Regions from separate parts of the Mus musculus genome. Here regions 2 and 3 are each linked to region 1. The links are chromatin contacts, called in public Hi-C and HiChIP or PLAC-seq maps. All regions are on one chromosome and are shown on one strand. Each heading gives the region's core, a stretch centred on a gene start, on an enhancer-like site or on the middle of the called end of the contact. The rest is flanking DNA. Distances are from core to core; before and after follow the strand shown.

Region 1 (2,987 bases), core at 364-2,863:
GCTGGGGAGGGATGAATGTGCTCAAAATACATTGTATGAAATAATCAAAGAAGTAATAAAAATAAAAATTAACCAACTACATTGTACTAAACTCTATCAACTCAGATTTAATGCATCTCCTCTTACTTCAGTATGACTCGGCAAGCCAGTTCTCAGTTTTCAAAATCAGTAACTGCACAAACTGAACCAGAATGTTTCCCTCAAACCAAGGGTGTGACTGAGAGGGGAACGTGAACTAGAAGAGAGGTGAATGCAAATATGTAACTTGAACATACTTTGCAGAGTTATGGGGACACAAACTAATTCTTTTACAATAGTGTAGGGCATCCTGAAAGGCACTCATCAAAAGAGACCTTAGGGAGCCAAGCTGGCTTCCTGACCTGCTAGAAACAGCAGGATGAAAGGGGTCCATCCTTTCCAGAGCAGTTGTTTGACAGCACTGTAGGTTCCTGCTCTCGCCCTTCCTACGAAAGACTTGTCTACACTCCTCGGGAAGTTTTTAACTCTGTCCTGGATAGAGGGGTTTAGAGAGGGTGTGAGTATAGGGAGATGCGGGTGGGAGGCCAGAGCCACTGCAGGGCTGGAAGCTTGGGAAGCCAGGTGTCTGTACTTACAGCTGAGCCACAGCAAGCTCAGCCCAGATACCAGGTACCACGCCCGGCTAGAAGAAAAGAGGCAGCCACCCATCACCCTATACCCTCAGTTAGCAGGAGATGCGGGATAAACTCAGGTGAAGATGGTGAAGCAGATGATAAAGGTGCAGATGAGTTGAATGGACGCATAGGGAGAGTATAGGAGAAATGGACGCAGGTTAAGTGTAGGTGACTGAGGAGGTCCGATGATGACGGGCTACAAGTGTTGGGAGGAGAGCCGAACTCAGGTGACCAGAGGTGGGCACAGGTGACTGGAAGCGGGCAGAAATGATAGGAGGGAGCTCAGGGAAAGGGAGGAGCACAGGTGACGCAGCGGAAGGAAGACATAGGTACGGGGTGGTGGGTGGGTATAAAGGTGACAGGAGAAAGATAGGAAGTTAGAATGAAGGGGAGGGAACATAGGTAAGGAGAGGACAGAAAGGAGGGGAGAGAACGCTGGTGGCGCGAGGGAGACCTACAAGAGGAGAGAGCAGTAGGGTGACAGAGCAGGAGGTGACAGAGGTGAGAAGATGGGGAGCAGGTGAACGGGTCTCAAGTGATGCGGGGCGTCGGAGTCAGTCTGCAGCAGACCCAGTGGGGTGCTGGAAGGCCAACATGCGTGAAGGGTCCGGGAAGAAACTATGGGACCGTGCTGGTCTACGCTGCGCTCCTGGGTCCAACGCGCGGCGCAGCACCAGGGAACCGCCCGACCACGCACCGTGGACTCTCGCACTTGGCTGTGGAAGTGCTGCTCCCGCGCCGACACCTCGTCCTGCCCTTCCATCCTCCTTTCATACCCACCGCAGGGCCGCCCGCGTCTGCGCGCTCCGCCGCACCATTGCCCGCGGGCGGCGGGGCTATACAGTCTCTCGTGGCCGGACAGAAACGCCACCTAGACCGCAGCAGGATCGGAAAACGCCGCCTGAGCTCAGGGAGAAGCGGTTCAAGATACAAGAGGCGGGGAATGGCCACAGCCTGGGCGGGGCTTGAGGTCGGGGCGGGACTTGTGCGTCACTCTGAGAGCGCCGTACGTCAGAGAAGAGCGCCTCTGCGCGTGGGGCGCTGGGCCGAAGGTCGCTAGGCGCCTTGGAGAGAGACTGGAGGAACGGGGGCGGGGTTTTTAGGGTCCTGGACTGAAGTGGCCTTCTGACGCGTGCTGCAGCAGGACATAAATCTCGGAGCTGGGCCTGAAGTGTTGTGGTCCAGCCTTGTTAGTCATTGCCCAGAGTAAGGGCGGGCCGAAGCTCCAGGCAGGGGATGAGGTCTAGAGGCGGAAGCCCTGGTGCGAACGGGATTTGGAGATCCGGGCACAGGTGCACCCGCCCTCACTTGTTTATTGAAGCTTTTGGATCACCCCGGGGCTTTTGGATCACGCCTTGCTCCACCCTTGTTCTCAGAATCTGAGTTTAGCACTGGGCTCGACCAACCTTAAAGACCTAGGGCCTACTACGGAAAATTTCTCTCCCAAGCAAGTGCAAAGCGGGAAAGCCGTTGCAGCTTAGCACTCTGAAGTCCTTCTGCCTCTGCGGAGATAGGAGAGCCGCTGTCCTGGAGAACTGAGATAGCCTAGGGCCCCCAGGTCTGAAGATGGGCTCTGATGGTTAATGATCCTCTGTAGGCCTTAAACAACGCCCTTGATATGAGGCACGACTAAGTATGCCAACACAGCCATTTCCCTTCATTATGCAATTTTTGTTTTAAAATTGGAATTTAAAGGAGTATTTGGTTGGTTGATTTGGATTTTCTAGACAGGGTTCTCTATGCAGTCCTGGTTGTCCTGAAACTCAAGAGATCCGACTGCCTCTGCTTCCGGGGAGTCATGATTAAAGGCCTGGGCCAAAACAGCTGGAATTAAAAGGATTATTTGCAATTTTGATTCTGGGTTCATTTGGTAGAAGAGCCTGGGGAACCTGAGTCTTGCTCCCAGCGTGTGTTCCCGATACAGCAGGCTCATCAGTCAGCAACAACGTGTCTGAATTCAAACCAGTTTGCCTTTGACGTGTCTTTAAATGTCTCAGCCCTAAAGAACAAGGAAAAAGACCTTTTTCCTGGACAACCGCGTTCTGGGAGCTAGGTTAAATACCCACCTGAACTGATCTGGATGATTCCTGGGCTAATCTGTCCAAATCAAAGGATAAACACATCAGCTTTTGAGGTGTGTAGCTCTGGGGCAGATATTCCAGAAAGTATTTCACATCTTTCCAATTGAATACTGCAACCATTTAAACCCTTACATTTCTGTTGCAGGGCTATTCATGGAAGCTTACCCAGCTTTCATTCAGTTTTATTTGTTTCATTTTCTTTGGCACTTTTAAACTTAGCCAAGATAACCAACTTCAAAAATGGACACCACTC
Region 2 (2,987 bases), core at 284-2,783, 330 kb after region 1:
AGTCACCAGGGCCCAGTCACTCTGGAGGCTGATGTCATCGGATCCAGGACTTGCTGGATCCCAATCCCAGCAATAGAGGCCCCCATCATGAAGTTGTTCTGACATTGCTGTTGGTCACTCAAAACTGTCCTTGCATCTCACTCCCCCTTGGAAGAACCTGGAGATGTGCGATTCTTTCTATCCCTCCTCTGGATGAGTTACTTATCACGAGGCTGCACTCCATTTCCAGCCTTCATGCTGGTAGCAAGACTTCCTCCACCTCACCCCCATTCCACTCACCTACCAGCATGCACTACCACCCCAGGGCCTAGCTCCAGACTCTCCAGAGATTTCAGGAGAAATTTGCTGGTCTGAAAACAAAGGTGCCAGCTCCTGGAGAAACCCCCAAAGGCTTGGCTGATGAAACTCTTCCCAGTAGTCCCACTGTGGCAACAAGCAGTCTGCTAAGATCATCAGATTCCAGGGCAAGAATGGGTTGCCATTAGGAGATACCTAGCCAGCAGAGGCCACATGGCAGGATGGGTGGCTACATGTGGTCTATGACCCAGTTGGCCTTGCGAGGTCATTGATTCACAATTGTTAGTCTATGTAAATCTCCCATCATTTGAGTATGAAAACCATGTTTTAACATTTGTCATAGTTAGCCTTGTCAACTTGGCACAGCCTCAAGTCATCTGAGAGAAGTCTTAGCCGAAGAATTACTTAGATCAGACTGGCCTGTGGCCACGTTGAGAAACTATTTTGATTAGTAAATGATATAAGAGGACCCAGCGCATTGTGGGAAGTATCAACCCTAGGCAAGAGGTCCTGGGCTATGTAAGAAAGCCTATAAGTGATTAAGCCAGAAAACTATTCCTCCATGATTTCTGCTTCAGGTTTCCGCCTTGAGTTCCTGCTCTGAATTCCCTCAGAGGTAGACTATCACCTGGACCTGTAGGTCAGGTGAAACCTTTTCTCCTCTAAGTAGCTTTGTGTTACAGTATGTTTTATTACAGTAACAGAGATGAAACTAGAATAACATTAAAAATTATTAAAAGGAGCTGGAAAGATGTCTCATTGGTTAAGAGCACTGGCTGTTCTTTCAGAGGACCTCTCCACTTACCCTAAACTTCAGTGACTAGACCCACCTAGACCCTGCCAAACATCCTTGGCCACCTGCCTATAGTGGAGGCCACAGGCCTCGGCTCCCACTGAGACCTCACACGGTTGCTGCATTCTTCTTCCTCCAAAGCATGGCAGAAAGACTTCTCTCCTTCCTCAGATCTGCCTTTTTCTCTTGGGACCTGAAAATCCTGCCTGTACCTCCTGCCCAACAATTATTCCCTGGCTTTTATTACTGACAAATCAAGAACCAATTATGGAACAAGACCTTAGCATCAGAACCACTCCCTTCACTAAACATTCCATGTCATACATTTGGAGACACTTATTATTCACCCACAGTCAAAGTTTGCGATGTGTGTGAGTCTGCAAAGCCAAGGTGAGTCAGCTGTGGGTCTTGGAGACTGCTGTTCCAGTGAGGGGGGTCTATCTTCCTGGTACTGCTGTGCGTGCTGAACCCAGACAGCCCAGGGGGGCAGCAGAGTCTTCGTTAGCTGTAAACAAGCCTCTGAAACCGGATCCTCTAAAAGTTATATTGATGTTCCAGTCCCACGTGGGAAATAGGGCTGTTGCAGAGTAGGCAGTTAAGATGAGGTCATGCTGGATTAGGGTGGCCCTGAGTACAATGACTGCTTTTCTTCTAAGCAGAGGGAAAGCTGAGGTGTGGCCCATCCGTGGAATGTTTGTCCAGCACACTTGAGGGCTCTGACCCTAGCTGTATCAATGTGTTAGTTACTTTCTATTGCTGTGATAAAATACCAGGACCAGGGCTGGAGAGGTCCTGAAACACCATGACCAGGCTCACAATGGTTAAAAGCACTTACTATTTGTTCAAGTAACCTGAGTTCAGTTCCCGGCACCCATGCTCACAGTTCACAGTCCCCTATAAATCTAGCTCAAGGGGATGGGATAGCCTTTTCTGGTTTCTGTGGGTATATGAACACAGATACACACATACATACTTACATACATACATACATACATACATACATACATACATACAGTGGTGGTGCACACCTTTAATCCCAGCACTTGGGAGGCAGAGGCAGGCAGATTTCTGGGTTTGAGGCCAGCCTGGTCTACAGAGTGAGTTCTAGAACAGCCAGGGCTACACAGAGAAACCCTGTCTCAAAAAACAAAACAAAACAAAACAAAACAAAACAAAAAGACCAACAACAAAAATTTTTGTCTTAAATGACCAGAACCAATTTAAGGAAGAAGAAATTTATCTGAGATGGAGAGTTCATGATGGTGGGGGACATATGGGAGCTGACAGCTAAAGCATGAAGCTAAGAGGTAACACCTAGGGGCTGGAGAGATGGCTCAGCACTGGCTGTTTTTCCAGAGGTCCTGAGTTCAATTCCCAGCAACCACATGATGGTTCACAACCATCTGTAATAGGATCTGATGCCCTCTTATTGTGTGTCTGGAGACATCTATAGTGTATGCATTCATATACATTAAATTAATTAATTAATTAAAAAAAAAGAGGTAACACCTAAACCCACACACAGAAGACAGAGAAAGCAAACTGGAGTAGGGCTGGCTATGAACTCTCAAAACTGACCACCAGTGACTGACTTCCTCTGATAAGGCTCCAACTCCTAAGGTTTCATAATCTCCCAAAATAGTGTCACCAATGGAGGACCAACCATTTAAATACGTGAGCCTATGAGGGACATTTCTTGTTAAACACCTGAATGAATGACTGAATGACTATGATAGGAAAAGAAGCTGTGAGGGCCATCTGGCTGTCATCTGTCATTCTATTGATGGTGAGAGGCGATTTGCTGATTTGACTGGCTAGACCTGTCTCCCTAGCTCACTTCATTTAGGTCCCCCTCAAAGCTGTTGATTAGTGGAAGATGGTGACCTTCCTCAATAAG
Region 3 (2,987 bases), core at 252-2,751, 260 kb after region 1:
CATTCTCTGTTAGCAGCATTCTTCAGGAGATATCCTATGGCTTTGCCATCTCAAACATCTTAGGGTCTCCAAGCTCCAATGTTACAGCTACTTGTTTCAATATCTGGGGTGCACACATGATCTTTTGGGCTCTTCCGAAGGGCTGGTGTCACGTCTCCAGCTCTGCCCTCTGTACTAACGTCATCAGGTTGATCTACTCCGCTGCTGCTGCTATTCTTGGCGATCAGCCCATGGTACTGACATCTCCAATATGTTGGGGTCTTCCACTGCAACTAGTCTTCACCAATAGCCTCTCATAGGCTCTCTTCATAGTGCCAATCCTCAACTCCTTTGCATGACCCCTTCAGTCCTGGGCTGCCAACTACAACTGAGGATGCACCTTCTCCAGTGGCCTTCCATGGCCTCTTACAGTGCCAAGCTCCAGCTGCTCTTCATGACCCCTTCATGCCTTCAAAATCAGAACCAACTTGGTGACTCTTACACATTACCAAGTACAGCTGCAGCAAGAAGTACAACCTTGTCTATCTCTGGAACACAACTTTGTGCTCTCAGAAAACACTTCCCAGAAGATTTTACCTCAGTGATGCTGGTCTCTTCTTAATCACCACAAATTACTTAGCTCCAGTTAATCGGCATCAATGGTCCCAGTAGTTCCTTTTGTTCTTAACTCTAAAGCTAGAGCTACATGGCCAAAGCTGCTGCTTGGGCCACTCCCTGGGCCAAGCATATACAAACCATCACAGGTAGGGTATGAGGCCTATGTCTAACTGCATTTCTATCTCTGAGGCCTCTGTAATGTTGGAGTGTATGTGAACTTTTCAGCCAAAGAGACTTTGTACTTAATAGGCTATTTTAATCTAACTTAAAATTTTTCAGATCTGGTTTAGTTCTTAGAAATGAAGGTTTTTAAACCATGTGTAAAGGTTTTTGCTAGACAGACAATCTTAGAACATTTAATTTTCTTACAAGAAAAGATTCAAACTACTGTACTTAATTTTCATTTACATAAAGTCAGTTGATGTGATTATTTCATTTACCATCTAGTCATTAAAGTCAGTTTTTTTTTTAATGTAACTTTTATTCTCGTGAAGTAATTATCATATGGAGGCTTATTGCCTTGTCTGCTAATCTAGGTCTAGTCCTGGAAGCTTTTAACCGACATACAATCTTATCTAGGCCTAGAATGTTTTAGCCTCTGAGACTTACTTCTGAATAAGCTCTTTCTAGCTCTTTCTAAGCTCTGACTGGCTGGTTCATCTCAGTTGTTCTGGCTCAAAATCTGCTTCTCTCTCTGCCTCTGACTGAGTTGCTCTGCTTGGCCTCAAACTAACTCTGGCAGTTATTCTAGTCTTCTGGCTCCTTCTCACTCTCTGACTCATTCTGTCTTCATGTGTGTCTAGCTTGTTTTCTTTCTTCATTCCGTCTCACTATAACTCTCCTGGTAAAACTGATTCCTTTCTCTCTCTGCACTGCTCATCAAATAGCTTCCCTTTCCTTCCTCTTCTCGTGCAGTGAGGCATGGCCTATTCTGTCACATCTTTATCTGATTTGTCACTTTGTCTGCCACCTAATTAGACATCACTTTCAAACATGTATGCTTCCTTGTACAAACTAACTTTACCTTCATTGTTAGCGATTAAAAGTGTGTACTAAAGGTGTGCGCCAAAGCTGAGACACGCCTTTTTTTCTTTTCTTTTCTTTTCTTTTCTTTTCTTTTCTTTTCTTTTCTTTTCTTTCCTTTTTTTAAGTAAATAACAGAATCTGGGGGTTCACAGTATAATAAAATAACCTGCGACAGTTCTTTATTGATGTTCATGATCTCATTTCATCTCAGGGTTTCTGAACAGTTTGAGCTACCCATTTACAAAGTTGGTTGAGTAGAGCTTGGAGAAGCTGATCACAGATGTTTACAGACTTGTCCTCACCCATGGAAACCATGTACTCATTGCAGTGTCACAGAATTCTACTATGGAGAGAATGTGAAGTAGTCTTCACCCAGGAGTGCTTTGAGGACTGCGGGATTGTCTTGCCACAACCCCTGGTCATATATTCCCCCATTGCTCTCAGCAACCTGCAGCTGTGGGGGTTGGACTGCCCTGATGTCATATCCTGAGAGTACCTTCTTCAGGAAGTTGGTGTTATTTAATTTAATGGGCAGAATTGGTGACATTAGTTTGAAGATAAGTCTTTCTTAGTTTTTTTTTTTTTCTTCCACTAAAACTTTAAAATAAAATCAAGTATTTCTAATTTGTTCTTAGAAACAGTAGTGTCAAGATCCCCTGACAGGCTAGATTTTTTGTTTGTTTTGTTTTGTTTTTGTTTTTGTTTTTCGAGACAGGGTTTCTCTGTGTAGCCCTGGCTGTACTGGAACTCACTCTGTAGACCAGGCTGGCCTCGAACTCAAAAATCCGCCTGCCTCTGCCTCCCAAGTGCTGGGATTAAAGGTGTGCACCACCACTGCCCGACAATTATTTTTTAAAGATTTACTTATTATATATAAGTACACTGTTATTTTATATATAAGTACACTGTAGCTGTCTTCAGACACACCAGAAGAGGGCATCAGACCTCATTACAGATGGTTACTGGAAATTGAACTCAGGACTCTGGAAGAGCAGTCAGTGCTCTTAACTGCTGAACCATCTCTCCAGCCCCGACAGGCTAGATTTTATGCTGAAAATATTTTCATTCAATTATATATTCTGATTTTCATAAATCAGCTTTCAGAAGGACCAGAATCCTTTACAAGGTATACTCTGAGGGTGGCCCTAGGAATACTCAGTGTCGGTTCTTTTGCGTTGGTCCTGAAGTTTAAAGGAGAGGTTCAAAGATGACTAAGGGCAACAATTTCTCATTCAGAGTGTTTTCACACTTAAAACTTTTGTAAAATCCTTTGACATTGTCTTAGTCAGGGTTTCTATTCCTGCACAAACATCATGACCAAGAAGCAGTTGGGGAGGAAAGGGTTTATTCAGCTTACACTTCCA

What was found. Hi-C and Micro-C count contacts between places; a contact is called where the count stands out from the background. HiChIP or PLAC-seq counts read pairs in DNA pulled down with a chosen protein or histone mark.
Region 2: an H3K4me3 HiChIP or PLAC-seq map of neural tube shows a contact between it and region 1, with 5 times the contacts expected there. The contact joins the enhancer-like site here to the promoter of Lmbr1 in region 1. A contact is called at or near these places in 15 of 39 promoter capture datasets (the 3T3-L1 cell line, the C10 cell line, the HPC-7 cell line and 11 more), 1 of 15 datasets of contacts at CTCF or cohesin (large pre-B cells), 8 of 484 Hi-C or Micro-C datasets (LSK cells, brain, embryonic stem cells and 2 more), 7 of 115 datasets of contacts at active chromatin or transcription factors (embryonic limb bud, embryonic stem cells, extraembryonic endoderm stem cells and 2 more) and 2 of 9 other capture datasets (liver and pancreatic islet).
Region 3: a Hi-C map of the HPC-7 cell line shows a contact between it and region 1, with 1.5 times the contacts expected there. The contact joins the enhancer-like site here to the promoter of Lmbr1 in region 1. A contact is called at or near these places in 2 of 39 promoter capture datasets (the C10 cell line and the HPC-7 cell line), 2 of 15 datasets of contacts at CTCF or cohesin (large pre-B cells and pro-B cells), 16 of 484 Hi-C or Micro-C datasets (3T3-L1-derived adipocytes, B cells, the G1E-ER4 cell line and 12 more), 3 of 115 datasets of contacts at active chromatin or transcription factors (bone marrow-derived macrophages, epiblast stem cells and trophoblast stem cells) and 1 of 9 other capture datasets (pancreatic islet).

Annotation. Positions count from the first base shown.
Region 1 is chr5:29,376,777-29,379,763 of GRCm38.p6, forward strand. It overlaps Lmbr1 (limb region 1), which reads right to left and starts at 1,614. Exons shown (of 17, transcript NM_020295.3): 1 at 1,351-1,614. The coding sequence starts at 1,416.
Region 2 is chr5:29,706,803-29,709,789 of GRCm38.p6, forward strand. No RefSeq gene overlaps it. Among named protein-coding and RNA genes, the nearest start is that of Gm42245, 8.4 kb to the left of the region's middle. Within about 2 kb of position 1,534, at least 93 of the 459 cell types and tissues checked have an H3K27ac peak or open chromatin away from gene starts, as enhancers often do. A contact at or near this core is called in embryonic limb bud, extraembryonic endoderm stem cells, neural tube and 1 more, where this site is marked.
Region 3 is chr5:29,640,165-29,643,151 of GRCm38.p6, forward strand. The region is part of intron 17 of Ube3c (ubiquitin protein ligase E3C); the gene reads left to right. Among named protein-coding and RNA genes, the nearest start is that of Gm42245, 58 kb to the right of the region's middle. Within about 2 kb of position 1,502, at least 3 of the 459 cell types and tissues checked have an H3K27ac peak or open chromatin away from gene starts, as enhancers often do. A contact at or near this core is called in the HPC-7 cell line, where this site is marked.